2 separate regions of the Rattus norvegicus genome follow, and region 2 is linked to region 1. Evidence: chromatin contacts called from public Hi-C data. All regions are on one chromosome and are shown on one strand. Each heading gives the region's core, a stretch centred on a gene start, on an enhancer-like site or on the middle of the called end of the contact. The rest is flanking DNA. Distances are from core to core; before and after follow the strand shown. Region 1 overlaps Rbfox2 (RNA binding fox-1 homolog 2). Region 2 overlaps Rbfox2 (RNA binding fox-1 homolog 2).

Region 1 (5,457 bases), core at 993-3,492:
GATTTGATTTGGTTTTTGGTTGGTTGAGACAGGGCTTCTCTGTATAGTCCTGGCTGTCCTGGAAGTCACTCTATAACCATGCTGACCTCAAACTCAGAGATCTGCCTGTCTCGGTCTCCCCAGAGCTGCGATTAAAGGAGTACACCACCATTTCTGGCTCTGTAAAATCTGTTTAAGATGGGGTTTTATATATGGAGGCATGCCTGTGTTGTTAGGCTTCAGTGACTCCTCAGACAATCCTGAGAGGTTCCCCTCTGCAGGTGTAAACTGCTAGAGAAATGACTAAAGTTACAGCTGTGGGAAGTGGGCAGTGCCAGTGTACCTGTGGTGAAGGTGGTGGGCACTTGATGAGGTAGTCCCTGTGGTGAGCTGCCTCTGGAGATGAGCAGAGGGTAGGTTAGCCCCTGGCCTTGTTTGTGTGCTCTCTTTATATCCAATACAGGGCACGTTGTACTAATCCTGACCCACACGGCAGCTGCCGCATTACCTCCTTCATGGTGTCTTCCTGTCAACAGCGGACCACCACTGTTACTATCATTCCTCACTCCTGATGCCTGATTCCTGCTTTTCCTCATGGGGAAGAATCTCTAATTTGCCTTTAACAGCAGAGATAGACATCAACAGATGTATAGGTATTTTTCTGAAATTCAGCCATACACATAAAGTGGGAGAGTTTTTCCATAAAGTGCCAATCTGATCATTTAAAATTGTTGGTGAAGAAAAGTCCCAGTTGTCCATTTCCAGTGATATTTAGGCTTGCTTACACCGCTGTTACCCACAGAACTAGACCTTACTACTGTCTTCAGTTACTCTACTCCCAAAAGTCCGTGGTGTAAGACACAGGTAAAGCAGGACTGAACGAACTCCTTCACATCTCGTTATGGAGCCGGTAACCTTGAGTGTGAGTTTTTACACAGCAGTTAGTAGAGAAGTATAGGCTTCAGGTCAGAGAGTCAGCTGAGAGAAGAGCGGGATCTAGAAAGATGGCTTGGTTTGTAAAATGTGTGTGTCCCTTGCAAGTGTGAGGACCCGAGTTTGACCCTCCGCACTCACATTAAGAAAAGAGACATACGTAGAGAGCTGGCTCATTGGAGCAGTCAGTGAAGGCACTGCGCCGTCTACCTCTGCCCTGCCCTCCACTGCACCAGTGCATACGTGTGCACACAGTAATAACAGCTTCCTGGGTTTGGTTTGTTTTGTATGTTCAGATTTTTGGTTGAATAGTTTGACCCGAGTAGCTTCCTACCTTAATCTTGGTCTGGCCTCACATACTTCATATTTTATCGTATTGTTACTGCAGTTAATTAAGTTACTGTTATTATTGCAGTTCTTTATCCTTTTATTGGGTTTAAATTTCCCTTTACAAAATATGCATGGATCAAAAATGTGCCTTTGGAAGAAATTGCTGGTGTTAGTTGTGCTGACGTCACTTCATACTGTGATGTTTTCTGTTTACCAAAAGATGAGTATTTCAATATAACGATGTGCATGTTTTCCCCCTTCTCCCGCTGCATGCAGGGATTCGGGTTCGTAACTTTCGAGAATAGTGCTGATGCAGACAGGGCCAGGGAGAAATTGCACGGCACCGTGGTAGAGGGCCGTAAAATCGAGGTGCATGTCTTCAATAATTCAATTTCTCATTTATATTTTTCTTTCTCTTTGTGTACTGCCTCACTTCACCTTTGGACCCCTGTCCTGTCCATGTGTGCACTCCTGTCTGTGTGTGTACTCTGTCTGTATGTGCACTCCTGTCCGTGTGTGCACTCCTGTCTGTCTGTCTTCACCTCCTTGCACTACACTATAAAGTAACAATCTGTCGGCTTCTCCCCTGCTCTTGGTTGTTCAAGGGTTAATTTGGAGGGCGGGGATGTATGCTTACCTGTTTTCCACTTACTTTTTTTCCCTCTTCCAAAATGTTCATCCTTCTGCTCTCTTGAGTTTTTTTCCTTTGCTTCAGTTTGCAAGACTCTGAATTCCTATAATGAGGCCTAAGCAAAACTAACTTCAAAAATGTCTAAAACCTATCTAGCTCTAGCATTGTGTCTTGGAGGCCAGTTCCCCTCCAAGTACGTTTGGTACGTGTGGATAGATGATTATGGGGGGGGGGGGGGCAGAATCTAAAATTCTGGTAGTTTTAAATCTTAATACCGAGAATTTCAAGCCTTGCCTCCAAAGTTGACAAATGCAGTCTCAAGAGAGGGTTCAAGGGCAGCTGGTGGCATTGATGGACAGATGTGGTGATTGCAAAATCAGCCCTTGGGCTCACCAGCATAGAGTGACGAACAGATTGAAGGTTAACTGGCTCCTCTCCCCTTTCCCAGTTTTTTAAAGTATTAAATATAAAAGCCACCATTTGAGTAAGATGTCTGCATATTTTGCTTTTTTCCCCTTTCCAATGGTTTAGCATTTAGGGCCCTTCACTTGCCTCACTCTTTCCATGGTAACTATACACAGTGCTGGCGATGGTGCCCGTTGGCGGTAAGTGAACTGAAAGTGCTAGCGAAGAAGCTTTTAAAAATGTAATCACAAAACAATTAAGAGAGAAAAAGTCCATCTGCCATCTCACATTAACACTACCAGATGTGGTTTGACTTGCTTCTCTCCCTTCCTGCCCCTTTTATTTTCACTGCTGTGGGGTGATGTCGCCTGGACTTTGGATGTACATCCTGTCTTGTAGCAGTCTGAGCTGTTTGGTTACTGACTTCATGGTGATTTTTTTTCCCCTTGCGCATCTTACTCAGAGTTACTGAACTCCAGTTTGGCTGGTTTTATTAATGCACTCTGCCCCCTTTCCTAAACCCCTGTGCAGCTCTTTCCTGTCAACACCCCTCCTGTTCTTTCCTGTTCTCCCCTACCACGCTGTTCAGTTTCCCTGGCTTCCCATTTCAGCCCCTTCCTTTCTTCCTCCCTGTCCCTCTCTGTCTGGAGCTGTGGGTGTCTCTTGCTGACTGGTAGTGTCTGCTTGGTTCTGGCTGGTTTTCCTTTGAATTGCTTGGTGGCTTTCTGCTGTAGCAGCTGGTTCAAGCCCTTGCTCCATTCCGACCTTGCTGCTCACTCTCCCTCTTCTTTCCGAATTGTTTCTTTCTTTTCTTTGTGTGTGTTAACTGCATGCTCTCAATCTCATCGTTGTTGTCTCCCATTCTTTCTTTGTAAATGTGAAATGTTTACATTATCTGGTGGTCAAACTAGAGTAAATGAAGTTTCAAGCTGTCTTCATGAAGGAAGAGAGAGAAGGTCATAAATGTTTTTAAATTCCAGTTTTACTGCAAATTGGTCTCCTTAACATAAATCTAGTACAATGTATATTCTTAGAGGCAAAGTAAGCTGATCTTGGTGGCACAAGCCTATAATCTAAGCATTCAGGAGGCTGAGATAGGAGGATCACAGATTTGAGGCCAGCCTGGTTACATAGCAAATTCCAGACTCAGCCTGAGCTTCCTAATGAGACTTGTTTTTAAAAAACAGATGAGACATATTTATATTTCATAAGCTCCAAGCTCAAGGCAAGCTGCAGTTAAGTTTATGATGAGGCTCTGAAGGTGGTCCCGAGACCACCCACAGTGTCCTAACTTCTGCCGCTCCTCTCCTTTCCCCACCTTGGCGTGGAGAAGCCTCATACATGCTTTGTCATGGGATAGAGGACCACAGGACAGGAGAGCTAAGCAATCACTCTTCACTGCCGAGCACTTGTGCCAAAGGCCCTCTGAAGCTTCATCTTAAATGAGTGATCCACGTGATCTAGAAAATTGAGGATGACCCACAGACTGCCACCACAGGAATCTTTAGTCCCTCTATTTATTTTCTAATCCCAAGTAGTTAAGAAAAGATAGAGAACATCAGGACAGGATATGACATCAGCATCATGGCTCAGGTGGCAAGCCTCTGTTTTATTAACAAGCTTCAACGTTCTTTTGTAGATATATTTGTTCCCTATTTCCTTTTTTTCCAAAGCATCCTCAGTAAAGAGACATCTTAAGGTGTCCAGAGAACTTGTAACTGCACGGTTTCTCTGCAGTGCTGACAGGTAGAACAGCCACAGTTTTCTATTTGGAGACCAAGAAACTACATTTTACTCTTGTTAGCCTCATTTAATAAAACGCTTACATTAAAATTCTATGACTATTTTATAATGCTATGTTAATTATCTAAATGCTATCAGAAATTTACTTTTTAAATGATGTACTGTTACTGGATGCTCAGTAATGTCCCTAATGTGTCTCTCCTGCCCCTCTTGTCTGCTCATTATTTTTAGGTGAATAATGCTACCGCACGGGTCATGACCAACAAGAAGATGGTCACACCATATGCAAATGGTGAGGAGTTACAAGCTACCTTGGGGGAACCTTTGTTCTTATGTAGATATAGGAAATTTTCATGACTTTCTAGGACTATCAGCTCAATTCACATTTGACCTCTTAGAAAAATGTTTTATCTTTACAGATTCATTTTTTTCCCTTAAAATTAAGCTAAGTGTTTAACTTACAAAGCTGTTTTGATCTCATTAACTTTGGTCTTCTACACAGTACATGCCACTTTAAGAAGCTACCTGCTAAAGCAGATAGGTAGCCCATGAGCATCCTCAGTCTCTGTAGCTCCTTGTAACATGGGAATTTCCCATGTAGCCCTGAAGACCCAGGAGTGTTTTCCTACTGATTCCCCCTCCTGTGAGTGTGATCTGGATTAGTGGGAAGGAAAACCTCCAGTCTCTTTTATAATTCTAGATTCCTTGCTTTCCCTAAGACCTGTCAGCAATGGCCCTGGGGCTTTAGGGTGTAGCTTTTTATTCCGTGAGGACAAGTTATACAGTGAGTTTAATAAACATTTGTGAGAGTGGGATTTTCAATGATGGGCTGGAAAGGTGGTTCCTCAGGAAAAAAACACCAGCCATGCAAGCCTGAGATCCTGAGTTCAGAAACTGGAACCTATGTGAAAAGCTATGTGTGGTGGTCCACATCTGTAATCCAAGAACCTTAGGCAAAAGTTTGGGCTGGCCAGCCTAAAATATGCCATACAGTGGCAGAAACAACAGGGAAATTGTCTTCTCATCCCCACTGCCCTCCATAGCATACCCACACCCATACTCAACACACAAAATAAGTTTAAATTGTTTTCTGAAATGCAGAATTTAGCACTGAAGTAACAACTCAGGACCCAAGATCAGTTCCCAGAACCCATGTCAGGTGGCTCTGAGCTACCTGCAACTCTGGGGGCAGGGGTGCACAAGGGCACACAACATGAGCATTTTATTCATTCTGGTGTGTGTGTAGGTCAGAGGATGCCTCAACCCACATAAGTCTGTTCTCTCCTTTCACCATATGGGACCCAGGCATCAAACAGACGTGGTGGTAAATGCTTTTACTCACTGAACCACTGTGTTGGCCTTCATGAGCATTTTTATCACTATAAGGGATTGGCTTGAGAGTGACTTATTTCAGCCAGATAATGGTGGCTCACACC
Region 2 (5,457 bases), core at 1,582-4,081, 120 kb before region 1:
GGCCTGCCTGAGTCCCTGTAACTGATAGTGGAAGAAGTGGGACACTGGCAAGGGCCTCCTGGTGGGTCATTTGTGGCAGGGCTTTAGTGCTTCTGACCTGGGCACGTGAGGCTTTCAGGGAACTTGTTGTGTAATCTTGTGTGTTGGCCAGCACATCACCCCTACAGACACTTTGTGTGGAACTGGAGAGGCCTTTGCTGAATTAATCTGAAGACATTTCCCTTGGTTCCTGCAACTCTAGATCCCTTGAGCATCTTTTAAAAAGAGCTGCCAGTTTGCTGAGAGCAGGCAGTTGTGAGATTGCTTATGACCATATGATTTGCCCAGTGCAGATAGCCCCCTTCGTTTAGGCCCTAATCCATTGGTCAGATATAGCAATCATCATTTCTATGTGGGATGTGAAGGCTAACTCAGGCCCCTGTATGTCCTTCTGAGCTGAGGTGTTTGGGAGGGTACCTTTACAAGCCAATAGGTGCCCTTCCAGGCGTCAGGTGATTTTACATTGTCCTACTGTTTCCTGCTAGTTGCTTTTATTTTATACTCCAGAGATGTGTCTTGACTGGACCTGAACTATCAGTCTGTCTAGGGAGTGAGCTGTAATTACTTGTCTTGAAGCCCTGGCTCTTCGCTGGCATGTTTTCTAACAGCCCAAGGTAGGAATATCAGCAGGGTCTTCAGCTCACTGAAGGTCATAGCTGACTTTAGTCATGTCATCCTGGTTCTGCAGTTGGGGAAACTGAGTCATAGCCAGGTCTTACTATGCCTATACTCTAGTAAAGAGTTGGGCTTGTGATACAGGGAGGGCCCTTATTATCAGTATGCACTTTCCCCAGAGCAGTTTCCTGATGGACATGTACTGTCACGACCAAGACTTGGCCTGGCCCTGCTCCACTCCAGCACTGCAGGCTTTGAGGTGTGAGTGGGTGTGAGTTTGTCAGGTTAGGGTTGTGGTGATGAAAATCTCAAGAGATGACAATGGCAAAGGCGATGGGTTCTAAGCTTAGGATCCAGACTGACAGCACCTCCCCCTGTTTGTCTGTGATGACATGATTGTAATTCCTTGAGAGTTTATTTCTATCGGATAAAAACATGTGCTGCTGCCCTAGTCTAGCAAGCAGCCATTCTACAATGCTTGCCTAAAAAATGTTGGTTATGTTGTCAGCTCCATGCCTGGTAGAACATGAAGAGAGGAGATCAGAGTCCTTCCCCTTCTTGTCCTTATTTGCTGCTCCATACCCCATTTTCTTCAGGTGTACAGATCCAGAAAGGTCTGTTTACTATGGCAGCACAGCACAGTAGTACATGTAAGCTGGGAGCTAACTCCATATTGAGACCTCCTCACTATGTGGCTTCATGTAGTCCTTTTCTCAGGCTTCCACCGATGAGTCTGGCAGAGATGGTGTGCTGCCTTGAGTGGTCTGTGGCATCCTCATGTTACTTGTGTCTCACCATGGCATGGGTGAAGTGCAGAAATGCTTTAATTAGGATGGTTATTAACTGTCAGGGCTACTCCTTCACAGAGTTGGTTTACAGTCCCCCATTATAATTTATAGCAACAGCTACTATTTATTGAATGCTTACTATGCATCAGATACACAGTAAGTACATACACCTATGTACACATCCCTTCAACACCTCATTATCCTAACGATCATTCTCTTTCCAAGGCAACTGGTAGAAGCTGTGTTTTGCAGATACATACATAGACTGAACTTTAGTGAGGTTGAGTCTTAGAGGCTGAAAATGGTGGAACAGGTATTTAACCTTAGACCTGCCTGACAGCCAGCCCATGCTTCTAACAGCTACGTTCCTGTCTCCCTTGAGTAGTTAATTTGCTGAACATTCCTGAGAAAAAACTGCCTGGTCACCAGTGCTTCTAAGATGTATACAGCAAGCACCTGTGTTAGCAAAGGGCGTCAACAACACAGTGTAAGCTAACTTGGCTTGGGCCACAGAGCCAGCACAGGGAGGAGCTGTAGAAAGACTGCTACTCAGTTCCTCAGCTATGTTGAAGGGCCTTTCTGTCCTTGAGGTCAGAACGATTGCAGGTCTTCCACAATCTCCGTTTCTGGAGAGATAGGGCTGCTCCATTTCTGGTTTATTTGGTTGGACAGGGGAGGATGTGCCTAGCCCTGTCTGAGGCCACCCAAAGGTGGTTAAAGTTCATTCCTGCACTGACTTGCTTTAGGTTCCCAAGCTTTGCCACCGAGCAGAACACCCCCCCCCCTTTCCTAGTTTAGAACGTGTGGTGCTGTGTAGGTACAAAGGACACAGCTGTTTTCTGTGGCTCCTCAGTGCATACATAGCATGTGGAGTCCTCGTCAGCTGCAAGGCAGAACAAATGCTGCTCCAGTTCTCTCCATAGAACGGGTGTACTCCCTGTAACATTGTGAAATGGGACAGAGAAACTCCTGGGGAGAGAGTGGAGCTAGGGCTGAAGGGCATCACCTCACCTAAGTCAGTTAAGTGGCCCCAGCCTGGCTCACTGACTTGGGCAGACCTCCCCAAAGGATTTGGCATGCTGTTAGGTTCTCTTTCTTCAGCGTGTGTGTGCTATACCGTTACAGAGTTATAACTCGCAATGAGATAGAGTTCTTCCAAAGTCAGTCAATCAATCTATCTACTATTTTTCCTTTCCTTTCTTTTTGTCGTTTCTTTCCTTACTTTTTCCCTGGCTTTCTTGATAGGATCTTTCTTAAGGAGTAGAGACAAACCAGAAGAGGGAATGGGACTGAGTAGCCAAGTCATGTTTCCAAGATGACAGAGCGGGGGGTGGGGGGGTGGGGGGTGGGGACGGCCAAGTTAAACAGGCTGAGTCCACTCCGTAAGGGGGGGGGATGTAGGTGTCAGATTTCAGCTCCAGAGCTGATTGTGGCCACTGTGGAAGCGTGAGACTGTCCTAAACGCCTGCAGTCATCCCGACTTACTCTTCGGAATCTTCCTTGAACAGCAGAAACTTTACTTTTTGGTGAAGGTCGGAAGTTACCATTTCCAGAGCTTGGTGGTCACAAATATTCAGAAATATGGCACAGATTTACTGCAAAATCTGAGCAGATAGATGCTCCTGCTGTTGTTTACTGTGGAGATCAGATGACAGTCTTCTCTCTTCTTCTTCCCACCCCTTTGGGAATCAACCAATCACAGAGGAATGGATTTCAGTGTTCCTAGCTTCATCCCATAAGGCCCTCCCTGGCATCTCCAGTCCTGGTAGGGCTGAGTGTTAACTCTTGGGTGTCTGAATCACAAAAGAGACAACAGTATTGACTCCGAGCCACACTAAGAGGTGTTGATTCACCGAGGATTCACTGAGCAAGGAGGAGCTGCGTTAGCTCATGTTCTGTTGCTAACTAGTAATAGAACCTTTGGAAGGCTAGTTTGTCTTTCTGGGTTTGATGCCTTATTCTACAAAATAAGAGGGGGAAGAAAAGAGACAGGAGGAGGATTATGACATAGTCTCATACAAACCACCAGGATTTCATATTCATTCATTTATATATATATCCCTAGGGTCTGAGGTGTGGTGGGGAAACCATTGTTCTACAGTAGGTGGCTATTCTAAATAGCTTACTTTTTGTTAAATTCTCACAACTCAGCAGGGCAAATACTGCTCACTCAGTTTTATAGATGAGAAAATTGAAGGCTTGTGAGGCTGTCCGACTCCCCAAGATCACTTCACTAGGAAGGCCCATCTGGCTCTAATTGCCCAGACTAGATTCCATGGATGGCAGGAAAAGCCCTGGATGTCTCACTAACCATTTCATTCTGGTACACTGAACGCTGAACGCTTCAACTCCTAGCTTTTAGCCCTGTCCTGAAGAGCTGTTACTGCTTGCTGCTGGCTAATATCCTCTAGACATTCTTCATGAGCTAAGCAGCAGCAGAAGCTGGCACAGAGGCTGGGAGAGTTATATTTCATGTCTATTAGGGGAGGGGCAGACACGTACACACACCATAGTGCATATCTGGAGGCCAGAAGACAATTTGAGGGAGTTGGTTTTTTTCCTTCTACTGTGGGACAGAGATTGAACTCAGCTGAGACATTTTTCCCAACCCTGCTTATTTTTTTTAATATGTATGTTTTAATTTTTTTAACTTATTTTTATGTGCTTTGTCTGCATGTATGTCTACCACTTGCATCCCTGGCGCCTGTGGAAGCCAGAAGAGGGGGATGTGTTAGATCCCTTGAAACTGGAATTAGACTTTTGTGAGCTGCTGTGTAGATGCTGGGAATTGAGCCTGGGTTCTCTGGAAGAGCAGCCATCTCCAGCCACACTTTTTTATGGTCTTACTATATAGACCTGGCTGGCCTGAACTTTCTGTGTAGACCAGGTTAACCTCAAACTCTGCCTGCCTCTCCTCCAGTGCTGGTGCTAATGCCATGGGTCACTACAACTGACTACCCCACCCCGCTTAACCTTTAAAGTGAGAATGTAAAGGTGCCAGCAGCTCTAACCCTTGAGATCACGGCTTTTAGCAAAACATTAGTCTCTTACATTTAGTCTTTGGTTTCCTTGCTTAGCTTTTTAAAAAGTTAGACAATATATTATGCTTTCCACTTAGATACTGTGACATTTATTCTCTTGGGATGTTTTGAGACAGCTTCACAATGTAGCTTAGGTTAAGGATAATTAGAATGAGATCAGGCTGACATGAAGGCACCACAGGTCCTGTAGCTTCGTTGCCCTGTGAGTGGCTCGCTGTATATGTAGCATTGCTGTGGATGGCCGTTGTACATCCATGGAGTTCCCAGCCACAAAGCATTCCAGAGGAAGGAGTCCTTTCAAGCTCTCAGAGAATTTACTGTAAACTTTGCTGTGGGAGAAGGCTTAGGGGAAGGAGCTTCTTTCTCCCTCCTCTCATCCTTGCTGGCTTCACTTAAGTACCTCAAGATAAAGATAAATGTGGAGACTTGAGATGACCCAGAGGAGTCAGGGGAGGTCATATCGGCTGAAGTGGAAACTATGTTACAACCTAAGTGAGGAGCAGCCGATGGGTCTATTATTAGGGTTTATCTCCTCCAGGAACATTTCTGGCATGGTTTGTAGCTTCCCATGTGGGGGATATAGTATTTACTAAAAATAAACTTTTCCAGAAATAATTAAAACAAATCACAATAGATTAATTTGTGTTGTTAAAAGTATTGTCACGGCCTGAAACTAGTGGTCTGTACTAAATTTTAGGAACTCTTTGTTGTTGAAACCATTGGTTAGATCTGGGATAGAAGAGTGTAGCCTATCCAGTGTGGAGATAGGCTATTTTCTTAGAAACTCCAGTCAGTTCTTGCTAGCTCAAAAGACGCCCACTCCTTCCTCTGCATTCAGACCCAGGAGTTGGTGCTGTAAGTGTTTATCTGGGGAGGTAGGGCTGGCCCTGTAAAGCTGGATGCACGTGGCAGTTCAGAGCAGAAGCTCCACAAACCAGCCCTTCCATTGGAGAAGCAAAACCGGCTGTCAGGAG

What was found. Hi-C and Micro-C count contacts between places; a contact is called where the count stands out from the background.
Region 2: a Hi-C map of liver shows a contact between it and region 1, with 3 times the contacts expected there. The contact joins two enhancer-like sites. A contact is called at or near these places in 3 of 12 Hi-C or Micro-C datasets (kidney, liver and mammary epithelial cells).

The regions. Positions count from the first base shown.
Region 1 is chr7:110,714,141-110,719,597 of GRCr8, reverse strand. It overlaps Rbfox2 (RNA binding fox-1 homolog 2), which reads left to right. Exons shown (of 14, transcript NM_001414967.1): 6 at 1,519-1,611; 7 at 4,253-4,313. Among named protein-coding and RNA genes, the nearest start is that of Mb, 69 kb to the right of the region's middle. Within about 2 kb of position 2,242, at least 1 of the 93 cell types and tissues checked has an H3K27ac peak or open chromatin away from gene starts, as enhancers often do. A contact at or near this core is called in liver, where this site is marked.
Region 2 is chr7:110,830,550-110,836,006 of GRCr8, reverse strand. The region is part of intron 2 of Rbfox2 (RNA binding fox-1 homolog 2); the gene reads left to right. Among named protein-coding and RNA genes, the nearest start is that of Rbfox2, 100 kb to the left of the region's middle. Within about 2 kb of position 2,831, at least 32 of the 93 cell types and tissues checked have an H3K27ac peak or open chromatin away from gene starts, as enhancers often do. A contact at or near this core is called in liver, where this site is marked.